Regions from separate parts of the Sus scrofa genome. Here regions 2 and 3 are each linked to region 1. Evidence: chromatin contacts called from public Hi-C data. All regions are on one chromosome and are shown on one strand. The core of a region is the stretch at or near the end of the contact, and the rest is flanking DNA. Distances in the headings are between cores, read along the strand shown.

What was found. A called contact is a pair of places that touch in the nucleus more often than the background predicts.
Region 2: a Hi-C map of fetal liver shows a contact between it and region 1, with 1.7 times the contacts expected there. The contact joins two enhancer-like sites. A contact is called at or near these places in 4 of 5 promoter capture datasets (fetal liver, fetal skeletal muscle, liver and 1 more), 28 of 47 Hi-C or Micro-C datasets (adipose tissue, alveolar macrophages, blood and 15 more) and 2 of 2 datasets of contacts at active chromatin or transcription factors (alveolar macrophages and skeletal muscle).
Region 3: a contact with region 1 is called in a Hi-C map of adipose tissue, with 6 times the contacts expected there. The contact joins two enhancer-like sites. A contact is called at or near these places in 4 of 5 promoter capture datasets (fetal liver, fetal skeletal muscle, liver and 1 more), 25 of 47 Hi-C or Micro-C datasets (adipose tissue, alveolar macrophages, blood and 15 more) and 2 of 2 datasets of contacts at active chromatin or transcription factors (alveolar macrophages and skeletal muscle).

The regions. Positions count from the first base shown.
Region 1 is chr2:69,877,872-69,881,009 of Sscrofa11.1, reverse strand. No RefSeq gene overlaps it. Among named protein-coding and RNA genes, the nearest start is that of SPC24, 11 kb to the left of the region's middle. Within about 2 kb of position 1,724, at least 48 of the 83 cell types and tissues checked have an H3K27ac peak or open chromatin away from gene starts, as enhancers often do. A contact at or near this core is called in adipose tissue, embryonic fibroblasts, fetal liver and 2 more, where this site is marked.
Region 2 is chr2:69,933,649-69,936,786 of Sscrofa11.1, reverse strand. It overlaps DOCK6 (dedicator of cytokinesis protein 6), which reads left to right. Exons shown (of 49, transcript XM_021083867.1): 30 at 247-407; 31 at 910-1,092; 32 at 1,441-1,567; 33 at 1,865-1,949; 34 at 2,098-2,194; 35 at 2,268-2,402; 36 at 2,727-2,879; 37 at 3,046-3,138. Among named protein-coding and RNA genes, the nearest start is that of KANK2, 10 kb to the right of the region's middle. Within about 2 kb of position 1,441, at least 3 of the 83 cell types and tissues checked have an H3K27ac peak or open chromatin away from gene starts, as enhancers often do. A contact at or near this core is called in fetal liver and liver, where this site is marked.
Region 3 is chr2:69,917,562-69,920,699 of Sscrofa11.1, reverse strand. It overlaps KANK2 (KN motif and ankyrin repeat domain-containing protein 2), which reads left to right. Exons shown (of 14, transcript XM_021083853.1): 4 at 1-39; 5 at 1,874-1,996. Among named protein-coding and RNA genes, the nearest start is that of KANK2, 6.1 kb to the left of the region's middle. Within about 2 kb of position 1,474, at least 16 of the 83 cell types and tissues checked have an H3K27ac peak or open chromatin away from gene starts, as enhancers often do. A contact at or near this core is called in adipose tissue, embryonic fibroblasts and omental adipose tissue, where this site is marked.

The DNA of each region.
Region 1 (3,138 bases), core at 475-2,974:
TGCTTATATTAGTTATTGGTGTTTCTGGGGAAAATTCCCCAGGGTATGTGGAAGTCAAGAGGCTGAACCTCTCAAGCAGACCTCTGGCAAGTTTGGTGGGCCGAGGCTGGGGAGAGGCTGGGAGAACTGGTCACAGGGGAGTGACACAGACATGACAGTGCTTGGACCACTCTCAGGAAGGCACCAGGAGGCACCAGCCTCCCCAGCTGACTCAGAAGTGTGTACTGGGTAACCGTGAGCCACACTCCAGTGGATGCCATGAGCAGGTGCTGTGTGCCGGCTTCCAGTGTCCTTACAGGTGATCAAACAAGCATAGAGATGGCAAGCTATTTGTGGAAGGTTTCACAGCTGATGGGTGGCAGAGCCCGCATTAGAGCTGGATCCACAACTTGTACTCTCTTTTTTTTTGTTTTGTTTTTTTTTTTTTCTCTTTTTGCCATTTCTTGGGCCGCTCCTGTGGCATATGGAGGTTCCCAGGCTAGGGGTTGAATCGGAGCTGTAGCCGCCGGCCTACGCCAGAGCCACAGCAACGCAGGATCTGAGCCAAGTCTGCCACCTACACCACAGCTCACGGCAACGCTGGAACCTTAACCCACTGAGCAAGGCCAGGGACCGAACCCTCAACCTCATGGTTCCTAGTCAGATTTGTTAACCACTGAGCCACGACGGGAACTCCCCACAACTTGTACTCTTAACCCAGACCTATGATTGAGATCATCTCAGTGATAAAGCTGTAACTGTTTGGGTGATGCCTCTATGGGAGGCCCAGGGAGAGAGAAGTCATTTGAGCCCAGATAGACCAGAGTCCCTGGGAATAAAAATGTGGAGACTGGAGTTCCCGACTAGGAACCATGAGGTTGCGAGTTCAATCCCTGATCTTGCTCAGTGGGTTAAGGATCCAGCGTTGCCGTGAGCTGTGGTGTAGGTTGCAGACGGGGCTCAGATCTGGCGTTGCTGTGGCTAAGGTGTAGGCCGGTGGCTTCAGCTCCGATTCAACCCCTAGCCTGGGAATCTCCATATGCCACAGATGTGGCCTTAGAAAAAGACAAAAAAAAAAAAAAAAAAAAAAAAAAAAATGTGGAGACAGTGATCCTTGCAGGGGGAACAGTAAATGCAAAAGGTAGGTGTTCAGAGGCAGCCGAGGGGCCAGCATGGAGAGGACCACAAGGCCACAGGGCTGGATCATGCCAGGCCTGCAGTCCTCAATGAGACATGAGGAGGATTTTCGGATTGGGGAGGGGCCCCAGAGTTGGGGCTTGGGGAAAGGGAAGCCTGACAGTGGCCTCTTGACACACGTCATGGTGCAGAGCCCAGTGGACTAGGGGGCTAGTCTCACTGAACCCCCAAGCTCCCCCCTCCATCCCACTCACAGCCATGTGTACAGCGTGGGAGAGGAGGCAGGGGTGAGCAGAGCAGCTGTGCTGGGGAGGAGCCCCTTCACCCAGGGCAGGAGTCAGTGCTGAAACCTGAGCTGCCTGGAGGGGAGGCAGGACAGGTCCCAGGAGTCCTGGAGGCTGTCCCCGCACTGGCCTCCACTCCCGGACACACGCTGCTGCCCTGCTTGGTGGGGTGGATGATCTGACCAGTGACCGCTCAAACTCCAACTCTCAGCTGCTCTCTCATCCCTTCATCAACAAGGGAATTCACTTCCTGGGGGAGGGGAGAGGGCTCAGATGGGGGAGGGGCCGGCATGGGGACAGCTCTCCCCCCCTTTCCTCCCTCCCTTCCTGCCCCCCCTTCCCTCCCACGGACCTGGGCTCAGCCCAGCAGGCTCCAGCCTGACTCACCACAGGCAGCTGTGGTTTCGGATGCCGGGCTGGGGGCGGCAGAGGACACGAGTTGGGGCGACAGGCTTGGGGGAGCAGTTTCCTCCCACTGTCCAGCCGGTCCTGGCCAGAGCTGTTGAGCCGGTGGAGAGGGGGAGGTCAGGGTCCCTCATGCCTGCACCTTGTTCTCTAGGTCCAGTCTGCTCCCCACCCCTTTGTGGGGCTGGGCCCACCGACCAGCTCCAAGTGACATTCACACCTTTCCCTAGGGGACCCCACTGGAGCACAGAGAGGACCACCACCAGGCTGCCCCCACCCCCCTGCGCGCCCTCGGGCTCCTGGAGGAGAGAGGCAAATGGGGGTTGGGTCCCACTAGGAATTGCGGGAGCCCAGCCCTGTGACCCAGTCTCCATTTTCCCATCCCTAAAATGGGCTTTGGGCTTGTCCCCTACTTAGGCAGCAGAGGAGTTAACCCCCCAAAAGCATTTGCTTTTATTTGTCCTGAGGTTCTAATCCTGAGTGTCTGTGTCACACTCAGTGCCATGAAGGGGGTGCCTGCCGAAGGATTTCAGTAACTACCCGCTCCCTTAATGGAAAATTGCCTAGGCCAGAGACCAGAAGCTTCCATCACCTCTGGCCTCTCCCAGACTCTGCCTCACTTCGGGACCTCCTAAGTTCTGCCCCACCCGCCCCTGGCGGCACCCTCGGCCCCTCCAGCGTGCCTGGCCACTCAGGCTCATTTGTCCAGTTTGCCACACGGCTGAGCATGAAGTCAGTCAATCAAACAATTATCGACCGTCCGTGTGTGCAGGCCCCGGACACTTCCTGTGCGGTCTGCTCAGCTTTCGCCCCCAGAGGCATTTTGGAACCTTCCCAGGACAAAAGGCGGAAGGAAGGAAGGAAGTGCCACCCAGTGGACACAGAAAAGATAACAGTCCCTGCGGCTCCTGGTGCTTCTCTCCACCAGATCGCCTGGCACTCGCCAAGCTGGGGAGGTGGAGATCAGCAACGCCGCCACTTCACTTGGGGAAACTGAGGCTCTGATGGATCCAAGGTCATCCAGCTCAACCCAGGCCGCCTGGCCCAGTATGTGCTCTTTCTTCCCACATTGGCCCCACACTCCGGGTCTTTTGCTCCTGGGCCCATCACTGCCATCTCTCAGTCCACTCTGTAAGGCAGGGAAACCCCATTTCACAGGTCCCGCTGGGTTCAGCCCACGGAGGGTACTGGTGGAAGGGGTCCTGGAGGTGGGGAGAGGCCTGAGTCTGCCATGGACCGGTCTCCAAGGTTCCCATAGCTCCTGGGCTCCGGGAGCAGGGCATCTTCCTCTGCTGTTATTTGTGGATGACTTCTTGTTTCTGCATCTGGTCTT
Region 2 (3,138 bases), core at 192-2,691, 56 kb before region 1:
CCGTGTTCTAAATGTTGAGCATAGAGTGGTCATACCACAGATACTCTAGGCCTTTGTGGATCTTAGAAACAATTGCATGATGAATATTTCTAATTGCAAATACAAGAAGTGAGCTCTGGGAGTCAATAATTACAGACTCCCATCCTGTGTCTAGAGGGTGGTATCAGGGAGGGCTTCCCTGAGGAGGTGACTTCTGGGCTGAAACTTGAGACAGAGATAGCACTTAACATTCTTCTCTCGCCCTAGAGAGCTCAGGTCAACGATCAAGACTAGCCTCTATGCTTGACTCAGATACAGAAGGGGAAGGGGACATGGGAGGCACCATCAACCCCTCAGTGGCCATGGCCATCGCTGGTGGCCCCCTGGCCCCTGGCTCCCGGGCCAGCATCTCCCAGGGTCCAGCGACGGTGAGTACCAGCCTTGCCCCCAGAGACACCACCTGGCATTTGATTATCTCTGCACCTGCATCTAATGTCTTTTCTCCCTTATCAATCACATTTTCTTGTCTCTTCACATGTCCTGTGATTTTTTTTTTTAATTGTACTTTGGATGTTGTGTAGAGGAGAACCATAACCTGGCATAGAAGTCATATGATAGGAGTTCCCTTCATGGCCTAGTGGTTAACGAACCCGACTAGGATCCCAAGGTTGCGGGTTCGATCCCTGGCCTCACTCAGTGGGTTAAGGATCCGGCGTTGCCATGAGCTGTGGCGCCGGCCGGCAGCTGTAGCTCTGATTCGACCCCTAGCCTAGGAACTTCCATATGCCTTGGGTGTGGCCCTGAAAAGCAAAAAAAAAAAAAAAAAAAAGAAGTCATATGCTAAGGTATCAATCAGCTGCTTCCTATTTGAGTATGAAATGAACGTCGACTGTCTCCCTTCTGAGCACCCTGTCCCCTATCTGGCCCCAGGCTGCTCGCTCAGGCTGTGCCCTCTCTGCCGAGTCCAGCCGGACCTTGCTGGTGTGCGTGCTCTGGGTCCTGAAAAATGCTGAGCCAGCCCTGCTGCAGCGCTGGGCTGCAGACCTGGCCCTCCCTCAGCTGGGTCGTCTCCTGGACCTGCTATACCTCTGCCTGGCTGCCTTTGAATACAAGGTTCGAGGGTTGGCCAGGGGATTGTGATGTAGGGGGAAGGCTGAGGACTTGTGTGGGGCCCTGCAGGGCTGAGGGCTGGGTGTGCAGAGTGAACTCTTCTCATGCACCACTTCTGGGGAGTGGGGGTGGCGGGGGAATGGGTGGACTATTTCTTTGCTGAGCCAAAGCAAAAGGGGAGAATTCTCTTCATGAACAGACTTCGGGAGGTGTGGAGAGCTGGCTATAAAAGGGAGAACTGTGTCTTCAAGCTCAGGGTCCTGGAAGTTGGAAAGCGCCAGAAGTAGCAGCACCGGGCTAGCCCACAGCAAAGGGCAGAGTCCACATGGAACTTGTTCTTTGTTGTCCCAGGGGAAAAAGGCCTTTGAACGTATCAACAGCCTCACATTCAAGAAATCACTGGACATGAAGGCCCGGCTGGAGGAAGCTATCTTGGGTACCATTGGAGCCCGACAGGAGATGGTGCGACGGAGCCGGGGTGAGAAGGGGATGTACCTCATGCATGTCTCTACCTGGTGGCCTCCAGCCTGTGTCCAAGGGGCCCCAAGACAGAGGCCATCTTTGCCTCTTTGTCTCGCTTGCTTTTCCCAGAAAGAGGGCCACAGTTTATCCCACACGTGGGTATCTGTGCTCCCTGCTCCCGTCTAACTACGTCCACTTTGCAAGCATGTGCATCACTCAGTGTCCTCACGGGAACCCCATGTGTGTTTCTTCTCATGGTCACATGTGTCCTTATGTCTTTGTTCACCTGTGAACACGCACCTCTTTGTCTCAGAGAGGAGCCCGTTCGGGAACCAGGAGAATGTACGCTGGAGGAAGAGTGTCACCCACTGGAGACAAACCTCAGATCGTGTGGACAAGTAGGTGTGGGCAAGGAGTAGTTCGCTGGGGTTAAATCAGTTTCCAGAGAACCCCCTCTCCAAGAGCAGTTGAAGGAACAGAAAAAGCTCAGCCCTGGGGTGGGATTTGGCCCTGAGAGACACCCCCAGGCCCTCCTGTCCCCTCCAGAACCAAGGATGAAATGGAACATGAGGCCTTGGTGGATGGGAACCTGGCAACTGAGGCAAGCCTGGTGGTTCTGGATACACTGGAGATCATCGTGCAGGTAGGGCTTGATCCAGCATCTCCCTGATCCATAACCACCCCAGTCTCTAACAGTTGGATTTTTGGCCCCACAGACGGTGATGCTGTCAGAGGCCCGGGAGAGTGTCTTGGGAGCAATACTGAAGGTTGTGTTGTACAGTCTGGGCAGTGCCCAGAGTGCTCTTTTCTTGCAGCACGGCCTGGCCACACAACGGGCCCTGGTGTCCAAGGTGAGCACCTTTGACAGCCACATTTCTTAGAGTAACAGTCACGGCCCGTTCATTGAGCATCTTCTGTTTGCTCAGCCACTCCATGAGCCAGACACTCACTCCTTAGCCACAGTTTTCAGAGGAGGGAAGCGAGGATCAGAGTGGCAGAGTCACTCACCCAGAGTCACACAGCAAGGGCTTTAACCCAGGTGTGACACCAAAGCCTGCTGGGCTTGGCCAGAGAAGGCAGAATACAGACAGAGGCCCTGCCCAAGTCCCCATCGGGGATCTTCAGAGCCAGAACAGGGAGGGGCTGATCGGTCTCCCTCTCACCCTGGGGGCCAGTTCCCAGAGCTGCTGTTTGAAGAGGACACGGAGCTGTGTGCTGACCTCTGCCTGAGGCTCCTGCGACACTGTGGCAGCCGCATCAGCGCCATCCGCACACACGCCAGCGCCTCCCTCTACCTCCTCATGCGCCAGAATTTCGAGATTGGCAACGTAAGCAGGAGTGGGGGGTGGCGTCTACAGAAAGTTCCAGTGAGGGGTGCTGACCAGGGTCTCAACGTGGTAGTCACAGGGCGGGAGAGGAGAGGGGGCTGCGCGGGCCCTGGTGTGAGGGTCCAAGGCCCACAGGCAGGTGTGCTCTTCCTCCCGGCTCGCCCAGAACTTTGCCCGTGTGAAGATGCAAGTGACCATGTCGCTCTCGTCACTGGTGGGGACAACACAGAACTTCAGTGAAGAGCACCTGCGACGTTCA
Region 3 (3,138 bases), core at 225-2,724, 40 kb before region 1:
AGATCAGCATCACAGAGCGCAGCTGTGATGGGGCAGCAGGTGAGCCTAGTGGGCCTGGGCAGATCATGGAGGGTCCCTCCTTCTTCCTCTGAATGCCAGGGTCCAGCCCTGGCCCTGTCCTTCCACCAGCTCTCAGAGCCTTGGTCTCTTCATCTGCAGAAAGGGGACAGTTGTGCTGCCAATTCAGTGCCTATAGGGACCATGTGAAGAAACTGAGTGTCTGTTAAGTGTGTGTGTTCATGTCTAGCACATTGTAAATGTTTAGAAAACTGGATATATTGGGGGAGGGTTCCTGAGGCCGCTAGGGGTTGGTTGCTAGGCAAAAAGTCCTCCCCGTTTGCTCTGTAAGTGGCAGGGACCAGCCTCAGACCATGAAAAGGCAATGTGGGAGTTCCCTTAAAGCACAGCAGGTTAAGTATACAGCATCGTCACTGCAGTGGCTCAGGTCACTGCTGTGCTGCAAGTTCATTCCCTGGCCCTGGAACCTCCACATGCCAAAACAAAAGAGAAAGAAAAAAAAAAAAAGGAAATGTGTTGTTCACATAACTTAGGGACACCTTCAGGCATAGCTGGATCCAGGTGCTCAACTATCATCAGCAATCTAACTCTCTCTTCCTCTTTCTCTGTGTACCCTGGAGGCTTCTCTCAAGTGGGCAAAGATGGCCTCACCACTCTAGGGATCTTTTCTTGCAGCTCAGTGGAAAGGGAGTTTCTCAATCCAGATGGCACCAATAAAAATCCTAAGGGTGACCCCCCTTGACTGGCTTGGGTCACATGCCCATCACTGAACTAATCATTGTGTCCCCCACTGCCCAGGCCCAGATCCTGGGAGTAGAGGAACCCCACCCAAATCCTGAGGGAGGAAGGGGGTGCTCCCTGGAGGAAGTGCTGAGTCCTCATGCCAGGAAAGGGGATGTGGGATGTACAGAATGGCAGCTGCCCCACCACAGCCATCCTGAGGTCCCAGAATGATTCATAATAGTAAACAGCTGTTCTTTATCAAACACTAGCCTGGTGTTGAGGATTCTGAAGTTTCACCCACGGAGGAGCTTAAGACAGTGGGCTGTGCAGCCAGCAATCTGGGTTCAAATTCCCCTTCTTACTGTGTGACCCTAAATGAGCAGCTTCACCACCCTGGGTCTCAGTTTCCCTGTCTGTTGAAGTGGCATAGTAACAGTCCCACCTCCAGGACTCTTGTGAATTAGTGCACAGAGTAAGCTCTCAGTCTGTGCTTGTTGCTGCTTCTGATGGTTTTCAGGTCACCTCTGTTTATAGCTGGGGAAACTGAGGCTTTAGGAGAGGCTTTCACTTGCCCTGCATGACACAGCCAGAGTCTAAGCCCAGGCCGGTCCAAACCTGCAGGAGGGCTCAAAGGTGGAACCCAGATCCTCATCTCAGCCTCAAATAACAGGTGGCCAGAGCTCCATGAAGGAACCAAGAGGGCACAAGCTAGAGGGCGGGGACTCAGCTGTGTTTTCTTGTTTCCCCATGTTTTTCCCGGCCAGCTGCAGACTCCACCCCTCTGTTCTGTGTCTATCCCAAACACCCAGCCCTGCGACTCTGGTCCCCAGCCAGGAGCCCCACCCGGCCGAGCCCCAGGATCTCTTGAGAGGCAACCTCCATTCCAGACATGCGTCCCAGGGCAGCCATGAGGCCTTCTGCCTCCAGGACACATGGACCTAGCGAGGTCCCCACCATGTGCAAGCTGCCACCCAGTGCAAGTTCTTCCTTGTATCTTACTTAACTCCCTTTTGCTGCAGCCAGCCCCATTCTCTGCCTTGCTTGGGTAGAATTGGCAAGTGCTAATTTATTTCAGTGTTGTCTCATCTAGCAAACGATTATTGAGTACCTGCTATGTGCCACACTCTTCTAGGCACTGAGGACACAGCAGTGAACGTGACTGACAAAAGCACCTGCAATAAACAAACAAGAGACCACCAGAAAGAAGTGAAGGAAAATTATTTCAGAGAGCACATGTTTGAAGCAAATAAGACAGGTGTGTGGGGTGGGTGGGGATTGGATGGGATGATAGCATTGTAGCCTAAGTTCAAAGTATGGTTTTCAGAATTCCTGTTGCTGTGACTGTGGCATAGGCCAGCAGCTGAAGCTCTGATTTGACCCCTAGCCTGGAAACTTCCATATGCTGCAGGTGCAGCCATAAAAATAATAATAATAAAAAGAAAAAGGAAAACTCCCAAAGGAAAAAAAATAATAAAAAACAAATTCTGGCTTTCCTGCTCCCTAGCTCTACGCCCTTGATCAAGGTGTTTCACCTCTCTGTGCCTCTTTTGCATATTGGGGGTCCTGACAACCCACTGTCACCGAAATCGGTGTGAGCTTAAATGTGTCAGTTGGTACTAAAAGTTCAGTATGGCTCTAGGCCCCAGTAGGCGCTCAAAGGTTAGCTGTTGGCTCTTTGAACCAGGACATAAAAGGAAAGAAGCAGCCGGGTGGCTGCTTGACAGGTGTTTGGATCATGTGTTCTTTTAGGTCGGGCAGCTCGATGCATAGATCAGGGAGAGCTCCCTGGAGGAGGAGGCAGGGAGGAGCCCAGCCTTTCTGCCATCTAGAATGTGCTCACTGCAGCCAAGGGCAAGGAAGGTGAGAGGCAGCCTTCCCCTCAAGCTGGTAAGGTGGGCGTGGGGGGCAGGCAGAGGCTTGGAGACTCCATAAAGTCTCATTTACGTCTCACCTTTCAGAGGCAACACAGAGAGGTTAGTGGGAGAAGGGGGAAGCCAGGCATGTGAATCCGTGAGGTGCTTCCCCAAGGCTTTGAAATTTCCTGTGCTCTTGTTTGAAACATTCCTAGGAAAGAAATTCATTGTTCTTTGTGGAAGGTTTGAAGAGTGCAGAAGAATCTAGAACACAAAATAAAACCCTCACAGAAGTTCCCGTCTTGGCTCAGCATGTTACATACCCAAATAGAATCCATGAGGATGGGGTTCAATCCCTGACTTTGCTCAGTGGGTTAAGGATCTGGTGTTGCCATGAGCTGTAGTGTAGGTCACAGACAAGGCTGGGATCCTGTGTTGCTGTGGCTGTGGTGTAGGCCAGCAGCTACAGCTCCGATTAGACTCCTAGCCTGGAAACTGCCATATACTGCAGGTGTGGCCCTAAAAAAAAGAAGAAAAGAAAAAA